Linked DNA regions of Mus musculus: region 2 is linked to region 1. A link is a contact called in public promoter capture Hi-C data. All regions are on one chromosome and are shown on one strand. Each heading gives the region's core, a stretch centred on a gene start, on an enhancer-like site or on the middle of the called end of the contact. The rest is flanking DNA. Distances are from core to core; before and after follow the strand shown.

Region 1 (7,096 bases), core at 3,515-6,014:
TTGTTGGAGGAGGTATGTAACTGGGGGTGGGCTTTGAGGTCTCAGATACTCAGCCCTGCCCAGTGTGGCATTCTCTTCATGCTGCCTGTGAATCCAGATGTAGAATTCTCAGGTCCTCTCCAGTACCGTGTCTGCCTGCCTGTCACCGTGTTTCCCACCATGACGACAGTGAACTAAGCCTCTGAACTATAAGCCAGCCCCAATTAAATGTTTTCCTTTATAAGAGTTGGTGTGGTAATGGTGTCTCTTCACAGCAATGTGGTACATTTACACGATGGAGTACTACTCAGCTATTAAAAACAATGACTTCATGAAATAATTAGGCAAATGGATAGAACTAGAAAATATCATCCTGAGTAAGGTAACCTAGTCACAAAAGAACACACATGGTATGCACTCACTGATAAGTGGTTATTAGCCCAGAAGCTCAGAATACCCAAAATACAATTCACAGACCACATGAAACTCAAGAAGGAAGACTGAAGTGTGGATGCTTCAGTCCTTGTTAGAAGGGAGAACAAAATACTCTTGGGATGAAATATGGAGACAAAGTGTGGAGCAGAGACTGAAGGAAAGGCTATCTAGAGACTGCCCCACCTGGGATCCATCCCATCTACAAACACCAAACCCAGGCACTATTGTGGATGCCAAGAAGTGCTTGCTGACAGGATCCTAATATGGCTGTCTCCTGAGAGGCTCTGCCAGAGCCTGAACAATACAGAAGCAGATGCTTACAGCCAACCATTGGACTGAGCACAGGGTCCCCAATGGAGGAATTAAGGAAAGGACTGAAAGAGCTGAAGGGGTTTGCAACCCCATAGGAAGAACAACAATATCGACCAACCAGACCCCTCAAAGCTCCCAGGGACTAAACCACCAACCAAAGAGTACACATGGAGGGACCCATGCCTCCAGCCCCATATGTAGCAAAGGATGGCCTTGTTGGGCATCAATGGTAGGAGAGGCCCTCGGTCCTCTGAAGGCTCGATGCCCCAGTGCAGGGGAATTCGAGGGCAAGGAGACAGGGGTGGGTGGAACACCCTTATAGAAGCAGGGGGAGGGGGAATGAGTGGGATAGGTGGTCTGGGGTGGGGGAGACCAGGAAAGGGGAGAACATTTGAAATGTAAATAAAATACACACACACACACACACACACACACACACACACACACACAAAGAACAAAATAAAGTCCTGTTGCTCACGGGACTGTTATAGGGTGAATTTAGTTCTCATCAATTAGCATATATTTAGGGCTCCATCTGATGAAGAAACAATATGTGATGCTTTTTATCTTACATGTTACTTTATTTTTTCCTTGAAGCAATATTGCTTATGAGATAGTACTCTTTCCTGTTGTTGATAGAAGAAAATAATCTCAGAGGAAGCACTATGATTGAAGTCATATAGCCATTGGTTATTACAACGAAGGTTTGAGTCTGCACATTTAACCTTCAGCGTCCTCTAGTGAGGTGGTTCTCAACATTCTTAAGGCTGCAACCCTTTAATTCCTTCATGTTGTGGTGACCCCCAACTATAACATTATTTCATTGCTACTTTATAACTGTAATTTTGCTACTGTTATGAATCGTAATGTAAATATCTGATATGCAGGATATCTAACATGTAACCCTCGTAGGGGTTTCAATCCAGAGGCTGAGAACCACTGCTCTGCCTCCTGGAACACTAGTCTGTACAAGCAACGTTGGTAGGACTAACCAGGGGATGGGGCCAGGAACATGGAAGCTGTCAGGAAGCAGGTCTCTATTCTCTAGGGTGTATTTCCTATTACCTTTTGTTTCTATTGCCATCTATCCTCAGAATGACGTTTTCAGCTGCTTGTTGAATGTAGATGAAGATGCCCCTTTCCTGGTGACTACTCCAGCTTTTACCTGAACATCAAAATAATCAGAAAATAAAATAGGAATTTGGATTTCATTTTAAATTCTCAGTGCCTAAGGACCCCCATAGGCCTGGCCTGTTTTGAGTGTCTACTCCTTGCCAGCATGTCAGAGGAAGGGGGCTTCTGTAATATACACAAGACTTCTGGGGACCCATGATGTGGATGTGATTGTTTCTACATTTAGCCTGTATCCTATGATGTGATGTAGGCAAGGCATCTGGAGATATCTCCCTTGTCTACTTTTCTGTTGGTACTCTGCACTGGGGTACACTAACGAACCTAAGGCTTCCTGGGCCAGAGTGCTGTTACCTTCTGAACTGTTTCTTGCCCTCACAAAATTCACTTTTTTTTTTTTGAAACTGCTTGTGTGACTGAATTTGGAGACACATTTGTTAAAGACATAAAAGTAGAATTTGGAGACAGGTTCATTAAAGAGATAACATTAAGCAAGTCCATCAGATTTCGTCCCTAATCCAATAGAACTGTGTTTTTTTTTTTTTTTTTTTTTTTTTTTTTTTTTTTTTAAACAGGTAACGAGATAAACCAGCTCTGTGCTCACAAAAGGACAATGGCATTTAAAGCCACACAGAAGATAATGAGAGCACTCCAGTTGGCTGGCACTTCGATCTGTGACTTTCAGCCTTCTGGTATATGAAGTATTTCTCTCTCTCTCTCTCTTTCTCAGTCTCTCACGTTAATTCCCATCGTTCAAGCCACCTTTTCTTTGGTGTTTTGTTATGGCAGGCTTAGCAAACTGACTCACCATGCCCACTCCTGCTGCATGATGGACAAAGGAGGAATACCTCAAGGAACTCTCCTAGCTTTGCCCAAGTCTAGATTCATGTGACTCAGCTCCAATGGACTGGTGGTGTGGATGACACGGACCAGCCGTGTCAATGAAAAGGAATTCAGAGTCTTTGGGAGCCACAACACAATTTTCCGATTAAAAATATATCTTGTTAAGAAGCAAAGGAGACCCATTCTATGATCTGACTTTACTACTTTTAATCCCCATACCATGCCACATCTGTTAATAAAGGCAGTTGATGTTAGGTATTAATTTAATCATGCATATACAAATTTCTAATCACAATTAACTCAAATCTTGTTTCTGTGGTCCCACCTGTGTCTTCAGAGGTTTTTTTTTTTTTTCTTTGTTTGTCCAATATCACTTTAAAACGGAGTCAATAGAACTGAACACACACAGCTGGACAACAATATTATTAACAATTAATTTTTACTAATGTAATGCACTCACGTATAACCAAAGTTATTCTAGCATTTGGGTAATACATTTTTGGCAGTTGATCAGATATACTTTCCTAAGGAAGGGTTTCTCTTGTGTTTCTACATAGATCCTGTGGCAGTGGTCTCCCCTCCACCACTGTCATGAATTGCTTCCATTCATCTCCTTCCATTGGCTCTAAGCAACTGAAGCAAAACAATGGTACTTTTAAATCTCTTCATTACCCCTGTGTCTTCTCTCTAGAAGACAGAATCCTAAGATGATTCAATATTCATATTTGCTAAACTGAATAAAATTATCTTGTGAAACTTAGCTATTAACGAACAGAGCCATTATGCCTCTGCAGGCATTGCTGGTATGGTTGTTCTGAATTAAGTTGCTCTCTGTGTCAGCTGTAGTGTCTTGGAGAGGCACAATTGTGGATGCAATTACTTAGGTAAATCTTTAGAAAAATTTATGCTTAAACTTGATAGGAAAAGCCTTTAAGTGAGCAGGGTGGGGACTTTGGGGGGAAGGAGATATTTTAAAAGGTCAGATCCATTTGTTTCAATCCCTAAGTGGGAAGATTAAGTGGGTAATTCATGATTCTAACATAAAATGTCCACAATAGAAAACCTAGATTATACAATGATCAGCAGTTCTCAACCTGTGCGTCACCATCAGAAAACATATATTTCCAATGGTGTTAGGAATCCCCAACCATCAATTTATTTTCATTGCCACTTCAAAACTGTAATTTTGCTATGGAGTGGTTTCTCAATTCCTATGACCATCAGAAATATGTGTTTTCTGAAGGTCGCTACTCACAGGTTAAGAAGCATTGATAACTGTTTTTTAGGCTTCAGGAAAACCTTCATAGATCAGATAAAATTTAATTCTAGCTTTGGGGAGGATCGAGTCTCTCTCTCTCTCTCTCTCTCTCTCTCTCTCTCTCTTTGACAGAGTAGAAGGAAAAGAAAGGTGCCTAATTATTTTTCACTTCTTAGTTTTTCTCAAAGCTCTCCTTCCTTAAGGTTTTAATTCTCTCATTATAGCTGAAACTGACTCCCCCCCCCACCCCCCCGAGCAGAAAACACTTCTTTCATTTTCTTGTGAGGACATAACAAGCTAGTAAGGAACATACTACCTCATATTGCATTTGTAGTTTGCCAGGGAGGAGAGGTGAGATCTTAGTCACTCCAGGCAGAGAGTGTTTCACTTGATAAACTTGTTTACTCCCCTCCAAGCCTTAAGCCATTAGAATAGGACGTTAAAGCGATTTTAAAATCTCACTGTTGGCTTTTATCCTTTGATGTGTCCTAATAAGTAAAATTACACTCAGTGTCGCGAGACATTTGAATTCACTTTCGAGCAGGAGTTTGCGGCTTCACAGGCTACTGGCCCTTAAAAAAAACAAAATTAGTGCGGGAAAAGAAGGCAGGGCTCCAGGTCTGTAAAGACCGCTTAGCCAGTTTCTTCCGGGAAAGGCAAGTAGAGGCCCTGCTCAGAGCATGCTGGGACTTGCAGTTTATCTCCTGTCATTTCCTGTTATTTCTTGCTACATCTCCCTGCTCTGGAGTGTGGGATGGACTACAGCTCCCAGAGGGCCAGGCGGCGGCGGCGCGTCTTGTGCTCTAGCGGTGCCTGGGCGGCTAGTTCAAGTTGCCATAGCTGCAAGTCCCGGGTGAGCGGAGTCGGTTGCGAGGCAGCGTTGGGTCAGTTGCACCTTCGGGGTCGCTGGTAGCCGCGGGAGCCGGGTGGGGCCTCGGTGATGATCCGGCGTTAAGAACTTGGAGTCACCTTGGGTCTAAGGTACCTGCCCTTCTCTGTTCTCTTGTCCTTTCTCTCATTTCCCCCTGCAGAGACATTTGCGTCCCACTTCCCCTTGTCCTAGGGTGGAGACACAAGATCTGCACGGGTACGCGGGGTGGACCGGGAGTGTGGGTGCAGTGTTTGGTGACGTGGGGGTCATGGCGTGTTTGCATCCCTCAGCAGCTCGTCCACGGTCAGGTCCTGGCCACCTCACTCAACGCGCCTTGTCCTGGCTTTGGAGCAGCTTGCCCAGGGCTCCCTCCTAGGCGCTTCAAGCTGTCTGACATTGGTTTTGACTGCCCCAGGGGTATAATTGGTGCATATCTCTGTCCTTTCGTCACTCGATTTTCCTCTGCTAAGTAAGGAGATGCCCGGGGTCATAGTGGTTAGTCGCCCCCTTTTGGAATTAATTAATAAAAATACCAAACTTTGAATCCCAGCTGCCAGTCAGGGTTGGTTTAAGGGAGTGGGTCTGTTAGGCAAAGCTCGATGTTGTAGCGTCCTTGTTAGGATTATGCAAAGCATTTGGCACAGTGCCTAGCACCTAGCAAATTCTCGTTACTTCTTCCTAAAACTTCCTGCGTCTAACAGAAATAGCATACGAACCGTTCAAGTGGTTTTTAGTTTTATAGTACCTGTATTACAATAAAAGTAAAAGGAAACTTCTGAGACTAATCTTAATTTATTTGGCCCAGGGCATAAAATGTACTGAAGTATATTTTACTTCACGTAAATATACAAGTAGCAAATATGAAACTTTTGTGTTGTTTGTTTGTTTGCTTATTTATTTATTTATTTATTTATAGATAGGGTTCCACTGTGTGGCACTGGTTGACCTGGAACTCACAGTGTAGCCCAGACAGGTCTAGACATTGCAGAGATCTACCTGCCTCATCCTCCACGTGCAGAGAGCAGAGGCTTCTGGTACTACCAGGGCCTTATGTTTTTTGATAATGGTATAGGATGTTCAGAATCTGGCATATACTGATATTTCATATTCATAGTGTGTATCAATTTGAGCTGGCCAGGTTTCTATTGTCATAGCCATATAACTGCTGCACTGGACAGGCAAGAGAGAAGATGAACTTTGACAGCTGTAGCTTGGTATAGGGCAGTGGTTCTCAACCTGCCAGTCGCGTCAGCATGGGGAATCACATGACCCTTTCACAGGGGTCACCTTAGACCATTGCAAAGCACAGGTATTGAAATTATAATTCATGACTGGAGCAAAACCACAGGTATGAAGTAGCAACACAGATAATTTTATGGTTGGAGGACCAACCCATGACATGAGGAACTGTATTGAAGGGTCGTGGCATTAGGAAGGCTGAGAACCACTAACGTAGAGAAATTTCATCGTGCCTAGGGCTCGTCATGTGATGAAGGCTGCTTTGTTAGATAAGTGTGTAGTAAGCCTTTGCTTAACTGGCCTCTTGAACATCTCCTAGTCTCACATCTCTTTTCTTTTCCCAGAATACCCTTCTTGGAATGCTTATTGAAGTATACAGATATCGGCTTTGTTAGATGATTTTTCTAAGGGTCCTTACAGTTTTAGAAGTAGCCATAAAGTGTTGAGAATCCTTTCTACCCTTTGCACTTTCCTACAACCAAATACACAATGCATTTGTTTATTTATTTGTTTGATCACTGTGAGAACTGATCCACCATACATATATAATATTGCCTTTAAAGAGGTGGAGGCTAGCCTAGACTTACAAATGAGCCTGCATGTTAATCTTACTACTAAAGTTAGTCTCCCACCTGATAGATATACTCAGAGTGAGTACTTTCTCTAGACTTGGGGTACAACTCACCCTCTAGCGTGACCTAGCAAGTCTAGTGATGGTGAGTTATGGATAGAAGATACCGGGTGCTAGGGATTTGCAGGCTGGGCATCTGGTACCACATGGGCTTCTGGACGGCATAGGAGTGTATTTTCACTCCTCCCGGTATTCTCTGATCTGTGCATAGGAAAGTGTCTTAGCCAGGGTTTCTATTTCTGGACAAAACATCTCGACCAAGAAGCAAGTTGGGGAGGAAAGGGTTTGATCAGCTTACATTTCCAGATTGCTGTTCATCACCAAGGAAGTCAGGACTGGAACTCAAGCAGGTCAGAAAGCAGGAGCTGATGCAGAGAGGCCATGGAGGGATGTTCCT
Region 2 (6,942 bases), core at 241-2,740, 400 kb before region 1:
GATATTTTACATAAGATTGAATGAGTATGAGATTAAGTAACTTTATTAAAATGGCTCCTGAAGAGTTCAAATGATTTAAGTGACTCGCGTTCTGTTTCTAATAGATGAACTAATCTTAGCTATTTTATCCCGGGTCTTAGCCTATAGTCTGGCCATACAGTACAGGGAAACGTGGGCAAGCTCTGCGTTCACAACCACAGCAGAAAATGTCTTGTCACCCTGTGAGGTCCCATGATGTAAGAAGTGTCCTAGAGTGGAAAAGCCGTTCCATAAGGGTTGTATCCTGAAGCTCCGTTCACTGAGGCTCGTTCTACAGAAACGCCTCAGTATCAGCTCCTGTATCGTGGCTATGCTCTTGCAGCACAATTAAAAAAAAAAAGTTAGGACAGCCTAAATGTGCAACAACCTAGGACAAACTGGTAAACTGTGAATGAAGATATAGGTGACTGAGGGGGAAGCTCATTGGTAGAACACCTGTGTGGCATAATCAACACCCTGGGTTCATAGCCGGCACGTGCGCATGCGTACACGCGAATGCGCGCGCAGGGGAGGGGGGCGGCTATTATATCCATCTATGGAGTATATGCAACCATTGTAAAGACAGAGAATCTTAAGAATCGCCTGAGAAACTTAGAGAAAGAATCCAAAAAGGAAAGACTACCCAGGCTCCTCCAGAAGAAATTCTCGTTCATCAGGTGTCAGATGAGACCTGTCAATCTCTGTATTTTAAATAACGTTCTCCCAGAAGAGTGTGATACCCAGACAAGCTTGAATGAGGCTAAAATGATACATGTATGTAACTACATGAGAAAGATGCTCAAGTCGGTAAAATGCACCACTGGTTGTCGCCCAGGACTGCAGCTGCACAGGGGAAGATGGAACCACACATGTTCACAGAGAAAGATCTGAGCCCAGGCAGTCCTGGCGGCTGCCTCTGGGAAAGGGAAGAAGAAACGGACTCTGCATTTTTTTGTGTGTGTACTTCAGTGTTTGTTTATACATTGGAGAAGATGGAGGAAGGGTAAGGGGGAGGGGCAGGGGGAGAGGAGGAGTAAGAGGGGAAGGGGGATGATAGGAGGTAGAGGACAAGAAAGAACCTCTTGGGGTTTCACAGGTTCCCAAGTACATGGAAAGGGTGAACATGGGAGGAAGTGTCACTCAGGACCACAGCCATGCAGCCCAGGGACAGGCCCCGTGTGAGGACTCCAAGTGGTGCTCTGCTCTCTCTGGAGTCCCCGCCAAGCTCGACCTCACCCTGCAGCTAAGGCCCTCTCTCCCTCTGCTCCTTGGTGCTGAGCAGGGAGAGCCCAGACTTGGGAAGAGAGCTTTCCAGATCAACTTGGCCCACGCCAGCGCCAGCGTGGTGAGGTCATTCGGCACAGCTGCAAACTATTTCAAGGAAACAGGTGGTGGCTGTAACCTCTTCCAGGCTTGGGGTTTTGCTGGGAGAGAGGCCTCCTTCAAGGGCGTCTTCCCTGGGAGACCAGACACAGAGGTCTAGGCGGCTGGGAAAAGGGAGCACAGGGTCACAGGGCGTCCCCAGAAGCCTGCAGAGGTGTGTCCCTCCACAGCCGAAATCTCAGTGCCAGCTGTTTGTTTCTCCACCATAGCAGCTGGGAAACTGTTCCTCGGGAGCCGCACCTTCAGCAAGAAAACCATTCTCTCTAGAGAGGACCAATGGAGCCATGTAATTTGAAAGCTCTTGGATCATTTTAACTGGACAGCCAAGGTTGACACCAGCTGAAGTCCCTGGACAAGTATCACTCCCTTGGAAGCCTGCTTCGAATTTAGAACTTCAGGTCTGTACCCATCCTCCCTAAATCATCAGAATTGCATTCCCAAACAAGAGTCCCCGAAGAGTCTTGTGCCCTTTAGGATTTAGACGGTTGGCTTCTCTGGGCATGGGCCCAGCTGGTGGACACAGATCCTGGGAATTACAGAGGGGCTGCAAGACAGGTAAACACTGGCCTTCTATAAGATGCAGTGACCTCTCGAGGATGCAGTAAATTTGGCACAATTTTCCTTTGAATGTTTGTGCTGGGCATGACTTATCACTTAGCAGATTAGGGCTCCGATTGTGTCAGGATGGTTACTGGTTATGATCCTGAAACACAACCTGGTTAGTTGCCCAGCTTGTTTGAGCATGCGCTGGCTCCCTTTCTTCTCCAGCTCAGCCCCCATTCTGCCAACATCAAACTTTCTCACTGCCGCTCAGAACAGGGGATCAGAAAGTTCAGCACTCTCTCCGATTCCAGCACAGATTTTTCTGTTGAAATTGTGCTCCATCCTTAGGAAAAGCAAAACAATAGGAGGTTGTAGGTTCTAGCCATTGCCGTAGAAGCTGCAGAGGTAGGGTGCTTCTCTGCCAGCTGTTGAAGAGCAGGGTTCGGGCTTTGGCTTTGCCAAATCCTTGCTCCCCAGGTTTCTGCTAGCAGTTCACTTTTGGATGGAGAGTTAAAGACACTTTGTGGACGTAGCCCTGCAATGATTTGGGGACTGACCCGATATGATAATGGTTAGTAAGGGAGGACATTAAGCCATGCTATTCTTTCAATGATAGCAAAGCTTCTTCCAACCATGAGACTTAAAAGGCATGTGGTTGGTGGTATATGTCTTTGATCCCAGTATTTGGGAGGCAGAGGGAGATGGCCAGCCTAGTCTACATAACAAGTTCCAGGACCTGTCTCGAAAAAAAAAAACCAAAGACCAAAACAATCACACACACACACACACACACACACACCCCAAAAGCATAAATAAATAAATAAATAAATAAATGCCTAGTTACTCAGCAAACAAGCCTTTTCTAAATGCCAAGTTTTTGTACAACCATCCCACTTAATTATCAAAATGGCTCTTCAATACTGATAAGACACTTATTTTTAGGTGAGAAACTGGCTCAGAGATGTTTGGGCCTTGGGATAAAGGGCTTCGGAGTCACAGAATTTGGAGTCACACGGAGGTGTCCTGGGTCCAATGTCTCCTATGGGTCATTCTGTTAGGTGACTTTTCTCCATCCCAGAGCCTGCCTGCCATTGGATCCTGGAGTTCTTTCTAGTTAAATATTGGCTTATTTGTTCTTCCTTTGTTTTCTTTCCTGCTTGTGATGAAAGAAACATCATCTCTCCAAGTTGCTTCCCTTTCTTCTAAGATGGAAAGTGTTAGTCTATTAAGGACTCCAGCTTTGTATTTGTACGCTATAGGAGTTTTAAATGTCATCTCCCTGACTCTCTTTTACGCAAGAAAACATCTATTGTAGATGTGAGGAAATACACAGGAAAGCAAAAGGGAGGGATTTTTTTTTTTTGAGGGAAAGAATTCTGAGGGAATGAATCTTGGATACCAAGGGAAAAGAAAAATATGTTGTGTTTTTATGGATCAAAAAGGGGAAACTTCAGGCCATGGCAACGGTACAAGCAAGGCTCTTTTTTACACAGAGATTGATTCATTATTTTCTTTTTTTGCAGTGCTGAAGATTAAATCCAGAGCCTAGGCAAATGCTTTACCATGGAGCCACACCCCAGGTCTGCTTGGTTCCTTTGTTTTTTTTGGTTCATGATCTCTAATATACTGCTTTCATGAACTAAAAGCCATATGAGATTTTAAAGAACAAATTTGATTTTCTTATTAATCGATTTTCTTATTTGCACCATATGGGATGGAACTCAGGCTTTCACCTATACTGGGGCGAGCCTTTATTGCTGACTGTATCGCTAGCCCTAGAACTTGATTGTAAGCTATAAATGATCCAAAATGACAGTATCCATGATATCTAATGGGTCCTACACACCAGGCACCATCCTAAACACTGATGCTATGAGCTTCCAGATCTGAGTGGCGATGAGTCATTCTTGCTTTCATAGCACCTAGGGCTGTTCCTGCACAAAATACACAAGATCCGTAAACATTTATGTAACAAAGGAATCTTGCCTTGGAGGCGAAGATGCTAAGGGCCAAAGTGTAGAGAGCAACGCCATTCTATACTATTGATTTCAAGTTCAATGGAAGTCTGATTAGAGGCGTAGTGAAGGAGTTGAGGATGTTGCAGAACCTGAGGTGGGGGGTTAAAAAAAGGATCTGAAAGAGTCTTCAGGTAATGAGATGGAAGGAGACACTTGGTCCTAAGCTTGACAATTTGAGTTCTTTCTCCAGAAACCAAGGGGTGGAAGGAGAGAACCAATTTCTTCATATTACCCTCTGGCCACCACAACTATACACTATAACAATGGCTCTCCCTCCTACCCCTACAAAAAAACAAAACAAAACAAAAACAATACATGTCATGTTACAAACTGTAAGATTCTCCAAATCTTCGTAGCAAAATTTTCTACTTGCAAAAAACACTGAGTGCTAAAGAAAAGGGCCATGCCCTTTAAAGAGATTTCTTTAATCTTCCCTGACTCTTTCTCAAGACCAGCCATTTAAAATCATTCTTTGTCACTTACTTATGTGTGCACTCCCAAGGAGATCAAGGGGTGTCAGATTCCATAGAACTCAGGTACCAGGCAGTTGTGAGCAGCCTGATGTGGAAGCTGGGCATGAAACACAGTCGTCTAAGAACAACGCCCTCTTTTAACTACCAAGCCATCGATTCCGCTTAAGACGCTTTATTTTTAATTTTTAAAAATTTGTTTGTTTATTTATTTAATGTCTATGAGGACACTATAGCTGTCTTCAGACACCAGAAGAAGGCATTGGATCCCATTACAGATGGTTGTGAGCCACCATGTGGTTGCTGGGATTTGAACTCAGAACCTCTGGAAGAGCAGCCATTGCTTTTAACCGCTGAGCCATCTCTCCAGCTCCAAGACCAGCGCTTTAAAGTTGTCTGACATTGCTACTCGTTTCTGTTTCTACTATGTTCCATAAATTGACTAATCCATATATACTTGTGAATGAAAGCACTTTGCATAAAGATATGGCTAAGTCCCTGTTGGACTGATACGTCACAAAGACAATGCTAAAGGAGATAGGAAGAGTGAAATATTTCTGAAGGGTTTCTGGCTTGAGCCAGGCTATGGGCATAGACACAGGTTCTCCTACTCCCTTAACAGTTAAGATGGTTTTAATATGGTGTTTGTTTGTTTGTTTGTTTGCTTGTTGACATTCTTGCCATGGAGCTCTGGCTGATTTAGAACTTACTATGTAGCCCAGGCTGGCTTCAAACTCACAGAACTTCACATGCCCCTGCCTCTCTAGTGCTGGGATTAAAGGCGTATACCACCACACATGACTGGAAAGTTTTAATTCTTCAAACTAGCTCAGGTTTGAATGCCATATTGGTAGTCATTAGCTACATGAAGCTATGAACATTTCAGGACAACTTAAAACATAATAGTCCAGTAATCCCAGTACTCAGGAGGCAGAGGCAAGCTGATCTCTACAAGTTCAAGGCCAGCCTGGTCTATAGATTGAGTTCCAGGACAGCCAAGGCTACACAGAGGAACCTTGTCTTGGAAAAACAAACAAAGAAAACCCAATATTTCAAGTCATAATTACCCATATTTCAAGTCTGATAGCCACATGGCTAATTGCTGCCTTATGAAATACCTCAAGTAAAAAGTATTTTGCTGGCTGTGGTGGGATGTGACTGTGTAATCCCAACACTTTCGAGGTGAAGCTTGATGGATCCAAAGCCATTCTTGTCTACATAGTGAGTTCAAAGCCAGCCTAAGCTATGTGATAATCTGTCTCAAAATAACATATACAAAAAGAAAAAGACAAAACGACAAGGAATGTTTCCATTTTTCATAGGCCATTCTATCAGACAACACAGATCTAGGAAGTTAAGTCCTTTCCAGGCTGAAAGAACTCGAGGCCTAAGTAAGTTATATTACATTTAGCTTCTTTTCATCGTCCTACAAGTTTCTCCCTCTGGAGAAGGATACCTTCAGTCACTTCATTTTAGGATTTAATTAATGTTCTCCTCAGAGCACTTGCTTCCGTCTCAGGATGTGTGCTGTATAATAATACTAGGTTTGCTTTTCACAAGTCTGCAGACTTTCATTCCCTAGTCACAAGGCATTTCATCCCAAAGGAGACCTGGTCACCGCTAAGCAACTACTCATTTCCCCAGGTCCCACAGATCAGCTGTATATAATGTTTCTCCAGATTTGCCCGTTGCAGTGTTGTAGAGAGATGGAATTTTACATTACGTCGCCTTTGGCTTCTGGCTTCTTTCACTTAGCATAACATTTTCGAGGTCCATCCATATTGTAACAAATATCAGTACTTTGTTTGTGTTTATAGCTAAATAATTCTCCACTACACTGACTATTTGCAATGCTATTTAGGAATAATTGATGACTTTGCACTTTTCAGCTCTGACGGATAACAACACTATGAATATTCTAGAACAAATTTTTATGTGGAAGCATAATTTTAGTTTTTCATATATAAAGAAATATGAAAAATATATGTGAGTATATTTGAAATATATGTGAAAAATATATATTTACTTGGGTCCAAATATAGCTCTGGCTGGCCTGGAACTTGCTATGCAGGCTGGTCTCAAACATAGAGATTCATCTGCCTCTGCCTCTAAAGTGGTGGGGTTCAAAGCCATAAACCACGTCTATAATATAAGTAGAATTACTGGGTTGTATTGCAACTTTAAGTTTATTTTTTGAGAAACTGCCACCATTTCATAAATCAGCTATACAACCTCACCTCACCTTGTGTTCATACAGTAAAGATACTATTTTCTCTTAACAGTGTGCAACATACAGGAATTACTTGTTTCTGGTTGGATGCTAATTTTAAGTCAATATCCATTTATTCAGGAACTGGAGTACCCTGCTGAAACTTAGGATAGGAGTGTGGTTAGCACTTTATTAGCCTGTTGGAAATTGTAGTCTCGTTCATGTTTACAGAGTGCCAACTGTGTTCTGATAGGGAGCTAGGCAGTGGGGCTATGCTGTGCATCAATGGGTAGCATTCTAG

Evidence for each region. Capture Hi-C pulls out chosen DNA fragments and counts their contacts.
Region 2: a contact with region 1 is called in a promoter capture Hi-C map of adipose tissue. The contact joins the promoter of Ston2 here to the promoter of Cep128 in region 1. A contact is called at or near these places in 17 of 39 promoter capture datasets (the C10 cell line, the HPC-7 cell line, cranial neural crest and 10 more), 1 of 15 datasets of contacts at CTCF or cohesin (the NIH/3T3 cell line), 44 of 484 Hi-C or Micro-C datasets (the C3H10T1/2 cell line, CD4 T cells, the HPC-7 cell line and 28 more), 23 of 115 datasets of contacts at active chromatin or transcription factors (the 230-238 cell line, the NIH/3T3 cell line, PVALB interneurons and 16 more) and 4 of 9 other capture datasets (adipose tissue, liver, macrophages and 1 more).

The regions. Positions count from the first base shown.
Region 1 is chr12:91,382,077-91,389,172 of GRCm38.p6, reverse strand. Cep128 (centrosomal protein 128) reads left to right here and starts at 4,764. Exons shown (of 26, transcript NM_181815.3): 1 at 4,764-4,939.
Region 2 is chr12:91,780,984-91,787,925 of GRCm38.p6, reverse strand. It overlaps Ston2 (stonin 2), which reads left to right and starts at 1,490. Exons shown (of 7, transcript NM_175367.6): 1 at 1,490-1,799.